2 separate regions of the Sus scrofa genome follow, and region 2 is linked to region 1. Evidence: chromatin contacts called from public Hi-C data. All regions are on one chromosome and are shown on one strand. The core of a region is the stretch at or near the end of the contact, and the rest is flanking DNA. Distances in the headings are between cores, read along the strand shown.

Region 1 (3,530 bases), core at 403-2,902:
AAAGGTTTCAGAGTCAGGCCCCTGAACTCGTGAGTCAGGAGACTGGGGGTCTCAGTTTCTACAACCAGAAAACAGCACACCCTGTCTGGCAAGAGCTGGCAGAGAAGGCATGGGAGGGTCAGAAAGGCAGCCAGCCTGCAGGGTACTCACCGGTGTGGGTCCGGACGTGGCCCTGCAGCAGCCAGGGCCTGGAGAAGGCCTTCCCGCAGGTGCCACACACGCAGGGCAGCGTGTGGCTTCTGATGTGCATCTTGAGAGCACCCAGGCTGACATACTCCTTGTTGCAGTATTTGCAGTTGAAGGCCTTGCGAGACTGGGGGTCTTTGGCCACGGAGAGACCGGCCAGCTGCTTGGGCAATTGGCCCAAGCCTGGGAAGGCAGCATAACTCTCGGCCTCCAGGGAGGAGGCTGAGGTGGAAGAGAAGGACGAAGGAGCCGGTGAGGGTGGGCTGGGGGGCTGGGAGCCTTTCCCACTGTCCTCGTCAGACAGGGAGGTCAGCTCGACAGCCCTGGGGATCTCCTGGGGCAGAAGGGAGGCCCAGCCAATCGGCTGGGCTTGGGGTGCCAGGAGAGAGTCCCAGATGAGCGTGGGCAGTGAGGCGGTGGGATTGAGGACCTCAGGAGGTGGGATAGCTGCCAGCAGGTGGGCCTGGTCATAGGGCTGCTGAAAAGTGAACTCTGGTGGGGAGACAGAGAAAAGGGCAAAGTTAGGCATTAAGTTGGTCAGTCAGTCTGTCAGTCAGCAAACATTTGCCTGATGTGGGCCAGGGGCTGAGTGGGGTTGGCACTCCGTGCTTATTAAATGAATAAGAGAGGGTTACTGCTTTTAAATGAGTAAAAGACAGGTTTCTGCCCTGGCAGAGCCCACTCCTCAGCCAGGTCACCCGTTCTTCCATCTCAACTTCCAGATCTTACAGGAAGGATCCCTCCAGCTCAGGGAGGTCATTCCTAGGTTTCCTTCCTCCTGAGCTGACCAAGTCCCCAGCCTGAGGAAAGACCCCAGCACCCTGGCCCCTAATCGCCTCGGCTGCCGAGGCACTGCGCTTGTCCCAGACCCCCTTCCATACACGTCTCTCCTCCTGCCCCCTCCCCCCAAATCCTCTGGACTCCGGACTCTTCCCAGACACTGGCCGGCGGGTATCCAGACACAAGCCTCTTCCCCCCATTTCAGTGCTCTTGGGGCTCCCCGCCTCTCGGCGCCTAAAAAGTCCCCTCAGCCCAAGACCACCGCCCTCTAAAAGCCCTCTCCCAATCTCCCAGATCCACCTGCCCGGGGCTAGTCACATCCCTCTCCACGTTTCTCCAGGCCGTATCCTTTGACTCGACTTTGGGCCCTCGACTTTGGGCCCTCGATTTTGACCCCAAGTCCCTTCCCCTCATATGCCGCCCCCGCACCAAGCAGCCTTCACCGAGTGCTCCCCCCAACCCCCCGGGGGTCTGGCACCCCATCCACTCACCTGGAGAAGAGTCGTGTAGCTCGCTGTAGTTGGGCCTCCGTCGGGAGCAGGCGGGCTTCCTGACGAGAAAAGAGCGCGGCATGGTGGCCGAAGCAGCGGGGGGGTCACGGGGTCGCGCAGGGATCGCAAGGCCCTCCACCCGCAAGGCCGTGCAGCTGCGCTGTGAGTGGAGACGCGCCTCCAACTCCCTTAAGTACTCCACCAGCGTGTGGGCGGGGGCCGAGCGCTGCCACGCCCCCTTTGTCACCTCCAAACCAATCAAGGAGGGCCTTCGCCGGAGACCACGCCCCAAGCAGGTGCGCCTGGGGCTGGCGGGGCTCGCGCCGCGTGGCGCTGGGAGCCGGGTGGGGCAACTGGGACGCCGGGCTGAGGGCGCTGCTCTCCTCGCTCCGCTGCGGGCTGCCGGAGGCGTGGCGCCAGGAACCCCGGCCTAAGCCGGACCCCCTTCGGGACCCGTGCGCCCGCCAGCTCAGCGTGGCACAGTCGCCCGCCTCTGGCGCCCCCTGGCGCCACGCGCCGTGGGTCTGGGCACCTGACTTTCCGAAAAAACCGCCACCGCCTCGGGTTTGGGAAGGGGTGGGAAATTTCCTTTGCCCGAAGGGTGCCTCGCAAAGAGCGTGGGATTGACGAGGGAGGGAGATAGGCAATGGACACCTTCAGGTGGCTGCTGGCCGTGTGCAATGCCACAGCCTTTTCTGCAAAGCAAACGGGCATCATCTAGAAAAAAATGCATCCGTTCCCTCAATTATCACATGTTTGCGGAGTGCCCACTAACGTGCCAGGCACTGTTCCTGGAGCTGGGGATACAGCCCTGAACAAAACACTCAGGGTCTCTGCCCAAAGGTAGCACCCCGTCCGGTAGAGGAGACAGACGAAGTAAACAGACAATTCCAATGCAAAGGGAAGTGTGCTTTGATGGGGGGAGGAGGGGGAGACCACAGGGCACTGTGACAGTCAAGAGGCGGGTCACTTGACAGGGGGTCGGGGGCAGCTTCCCAGAGGAAGTGAAGAAATACTGAGGGGAAAGGCCTGAGGTAGGAATCAGTAACTATTTCAGAGCCGCTGAGAGCAGCTCCCAGGGATGGGGGTGGGGTGCAGGGCAGAGGGGTCAGGTCTGCTGGGCGTCCAGGGCCTGGAGGAGTTTGGACTTTGCCCCAAGGGCACTGGGGAGCCAAGGAAGAATTTTCAGCTGAGGAGGGACCTGTTGAGAGTTTGAGAAAGACTGGGCAGGTGGGAAAAAGAAGAAGGGAAGGCAGGGGCTGCCATGGTCTCTTTGCTTGTCTGGGGTCAGCAGTACTGTCTGAAGGACCTAATGCTGGGCTCCACCTGGGGCAGGGGGTGGGAGGGCACTGACTGATTCAATGTGGGGACAGCTGTACCCTTGCGCTCAGCGTTCCTGTGAGCCCACCAACTTTGAGAGCTATGCCAGGCCTGAGGGAGAGATGGGGCACAGAGATAAATCCACAAGCCCCACCCAACTTGTTCCCACCTGTGAAGCAAGGACCATGAACACCTGTAAGCCTCTCCACTCCACACCTAGAACAGGGCTGGGACAACTGTCTGTTTGGGTCATAACAGCGGTGAACAAAACAATCTTCCTTACCCTGTTCTAATTGGTGAGGGGAGGGTAAGGTGGGGGACAGGGCATAGGCAGTCTTTAGGAAGAATATATCCCCTTCTACATCTCTTTAGTTCCAGTCCCTATTTTCCACGTGCCTCCAGAGGGAGAGAGTAAGGCTGTGTCCCTCTGCTCAAACCCTCCCCTGTTCCAATCTGCCTCAGAGTGAAAGCTCTCTTCTCCACAGGCCTCCACCTGCTGATCTGACCTCTGCTGATCTTGTCTGGAGCCACTCTCCTCCGCTTCCCCTGCACTATGATTCCCCGCCCCTTTTTCTGTTCCTCCACATCCCAGCCCTGGCCCACCACAGGACCTTGGCACCTGCTGTTCATCATCCCTGCCCCCCCCCAATCTCTTTCCCCCTAGATCTTCACCTGGTTAGCTCCTTTGCAGTCTTTGTTTCAGTGTGAACTTCGACAACTGCTCAGCCTCATTAGTAATGACTGAAATGCAAA
Region 2 (3,480 bases), core at 461-2,960, 64 kb before region 1:
AGGGAAAGCTTGCCACAGCCACCCCCTATAAAGCATTTTATTTTGGGCTACCCTGTACCCACGTGATTTCATTTGATTCTCACAACAGCCTTTCAAGGCTGGTGCCTTTGGTAACCCCAGTTATGGATGAGGATGCAGGGGCCCAGAGAGGCTGAGTGACTTGCCTGAGGTCACGCAGCAAGTTAGGCACGGAGGTGGAGAGGAATCCAGCTCACCCAGAAGTCCAAACCTGGTCCGTATCCCCATGGCAGGCTGGGGGGTGGGGTCCAGGGGAGGAAGGCTTTATTTTCTTTTTTCTTTTCTAACTTTGTTATTTTCTTTATTTTCTAAAGTTTCTGCAACGAACACATTTCTCTTTTGCATTCAGAGAGAAACAAAGAAAGGAGGTTTGGGGCTTGTTTTTTTAACAAGCTCCTGGTGAAGCTGTTCCCGCTCACCCTGCAGGACAGCTGATTGGCTCTGGGTCTCAGTTTCCTTGTCAGCAGCATTGCTGGTGAGCTGACACAAGGAAACCAGCTTCAGGAGGGGCGAATTAGCGTGAAGAGTAAATATGACATCTCTGAGATTCCGCTTAGAGCTGATCATGTAGAAAATACATGTTGCCTGGAAGAAAGAAAAAGAAATACTTGCTTAAGTCCCCAAAGACACCACGTATGGGGATGAGGTCCACCTCAGTGTGGTCTGTGGTAGTGAAAACAGGCAACAACCTAAATGTTCCTCAAGGAGAGCCTGGAGAATAAGCTGAGGTGACTTCCCAGGGTGGAATACTACGCAGCTATGAAAAAGAACAGGGCTAGAGGGAGGGCCTGGGATATGTTGCTGAGTAAAAACCGCTCCAATGTATATCTTGATACTATTGTAAAACAAAGACAAAATAGGAAAGAGAATAGATACGGATTTGTTTGTGGACCCTCAGACAACCTCTAGAAAGGACCAGATTTATTTTGTTTTTGAAGCATGTAGAATTTCCCCCGGCCAGGGGTCGAACCCCTGCCACAACAGCAACTGTGGCATTGCAGTGACACCCGTGCCCCTGCAGTGACAGCACCAGATCCTTAACCAGCTGTCACTATAGACCTCCCAGAAGACACTCTTAACGGGGGCAGGGCTAAGGGTCAGAAACAGGAAGAAGTCCTGGCTTTTTCTCTTTTTTTTTCCCTCCAGTTATTATTATTTATTAATACAAAAGAGTTCAAGCCAACAAAGAAAACATAAAGAATAACATCCCCACCACCAACCCAAGAAAGAAAATGTGGAGAGAACTGGGCCTCAGTGACCCCTCCCGGTACTTTCCTCCCCGCTCACAGGAACCTCCGTTCTAAACCCGCAATTTATTCTTCCCACGAGTGTCTTTGCTACTCACTTAGCACCCTTGAATTTGACTGTTTCGTGTTTTGTTTTTTTTTCTTCTGTGTGCGTTACCTTCCCCCTCAGAGATGTAGAAAATTAATTTCAAAGAAGTTTTCTTGCATCATCACCCCTCCAGATTGCTCCTGGAGCTCCAGTTTCCTGGAACAGGGGGCTTCACCCCTGGTCTGGGCCCCCAGAGGCCCCCAAGGAGAGCAGCGGAGCTGGCGGGGGAGCAGATGAAGCCCTGGGCACAGGAGTCCAGGCTCGCTCGCTGGGCTTCTGCAGGCCCGGGGCGTGGAGCCAGCAGGCTGGAGCCAGGCGGCCTCCCGGGCCTCCTCACAGCCGCTTTTGATAAAGCCCCTCTGTGCATGGGGTGGGGGGGCCCGGCCGGCTGGAGCCAGCTCACATCTGGAGGCCAGCACAGGCCCGGGGCAGCCGGCGCGGCTGACAGCGGCGCCACCCCGAGCCACACGCCCGGCCCTGGGTAAACAGGCCCGCGCCCACCCAGCGGCTCACCTTTCGCCCACAAGGCTGCCTTTCTTCTCGGACCCGGGCCGAGGCCACCACGAACATTCCTCCCAGCACAGGGCAGAACGGGCCGCTGACCTCGAGGCTGGGCCGAAATGTGAATCCAGGCGCCAGGCGGTGGGGTGGGGGTGCATGGGAAAGCACCTACTGTGTGCCAGGTACCAACCTTGTTTCAGGTTTACTGCCACCCTGGCAGGGATACATATGGTTAAAAGTGTCTGATCTGGAGCTAGGAGACCTAGGTTCAAATCCTAGCTCTGGCTGTGTGATCTTGGGCAAGGCACTCACCCTCTCTGAGCCTCTTCTGTAAAATGGGAATTAAAATAGTCCTTCCCCCAGCAGTTTATGTGAATATTAAAGAAGTTACCCTAAGTTTTGCTCAGAAGAGTGCCTGGCCCATAAGAGCTCAATATTATGACGCTTCAGTCACTCATTCGGCAAAGCTGTACTGAGGGTGTTCTGTGCTGGGTACAAGGGTTAAGATGGTGGAAAAATGGGGACTCAGCTGTCAAGGAGCTGCATCCCTACTCAGCTGAGCAGGGACACTTCTGAGAGCAAGGCCCTCACCTTGTCCCACAGCCTTCTCCCCTGGGACGAGTCTACTCTCCAGCCACCCAAGGGACATCCAGGGCCAGCCTGGGCTCCAGACTGCAGGGGAGTGGACAGTCAGGCCAGGGCTTCCCACCCCTTTCCCCAGGGCTTACCACCCAGGACTGGCGTGGGGCCTCACCTCCTGTGCCAAGAGGTTGGTGGGTAGGGGCAGGAGAAGCAGCCAGGTTTCCTGACTTTGGACCAGGTGAAGCTGCTCCAGTGCACACCCAGCTCCTCCTTTTCCTGGCACTGGGGCCCTCGTTTCTTCATTTGCAGGGATGAGGGGGTGGGGACATTAGGTACCTCCTGACCCTCTGTTTCCCCATCTGCCAGAGGGGCAATAGCACAGGTACCAGTCATGCCATGGAGTTGGGGAGGGCCCTTGAGAGAGGCCCCAGAAAGGGCACGGGGCCTGGCACAAAGGGAGAGGTCTGAGTGGAAGTCAGGGCGCCTTCCTGGAGGAGGCCATTGTGCTCTAGTGGGGGAAGGAGAAGCAGGAATCAAAGGAGCCTCAGGGAGAGAGAGAGAGAGAACTGAGCCACTACCTGGTACACAGCCCACATACCACCCAGCATGTCACCAGAGCCAGGTCTAGGTCACTGTTCCAGCAATCCAACAAAGTCTATACTCTAGCCACCCCCATTTTACAGATGAAGAAACTGAGGCCCAGAGAGCAAAAATAATGTTTTCCCTCAGGAACTAAAAGCCAGGAGGCCATAATGCCCCTCCCTCCTTCTTTCCCTCCTCCCTCCCTTCCTTGGGTCTCACTGCACCCTCATTCTGCGCTGGATTCGCCGAGCCCCTTTGCCGAGCCCCTTCACACCGCTGTCAACCACCAACCTGGAACCATCCTTGCCTCTTCTGGGCCTCAGTTTCTCTCCTCTGAGCAATGGGTTCAACCTCTCCAGACCCTTCTGGCCCAGTGTCCCTGACTCAGGGCCGCAGGAGTGAGCAGCAGCCAAGGTCAGCTGGGCTGGGGGGGGCACCCCTACCCCAACAAGGCGGGGTGGG

What was found. Hi-C and Micro-C count contacts between places; a contact is called where the count stands out from the background.
Region 2: a Hi-C map of omental adipose tissue shows a contact between it and region 1, with 2.2 times the contacts expected there. The contact joins the enhancer-like site here to the promoter of SNAI1 in region 1. A contact is called at or near these places in 3 of 5 promoter capture datasets (fetal skeletal muscle and liver), 27 of 47 Hi-C or Micro-C datasets (adipose tissue, alveolar macrophages, blood and 14 more) and 2 of 2 datasets of contacts at active chromatin or transcription factors (alveolar macrophages and skeletal muscle).

Annotation. Positions count from the first base shown.
Region 1 is chr17:51,544,568-51,548,097 of Sscrofa11.1, reverse strand. SNAI1 (zinc finger protein SNAI1) reads right to left here and starts at 1,652. Exons shown (of 3, transcript XM_021077961.1): 1 at 1,458-1,652; 2 at 151-678. The coding sequence starts at 1,539.
Region 2 is chr17:51,608,816-51,612,295 of Sscrofa11.1, reverse strand. No RefSeq gene overlaps it. Among named protein-coding and RNA genes, the nearest start is that of UBE2V1, 54 kb to the left of the region's middle. Within about 2 kb of position 1,710, at least 10 of the 83 cell types and tissues checked have an H3K27ac peak or open chromatin away from gene starts, as enhancers often do. A contact at or near this core is called in omental adipose tissue, where this site is marked.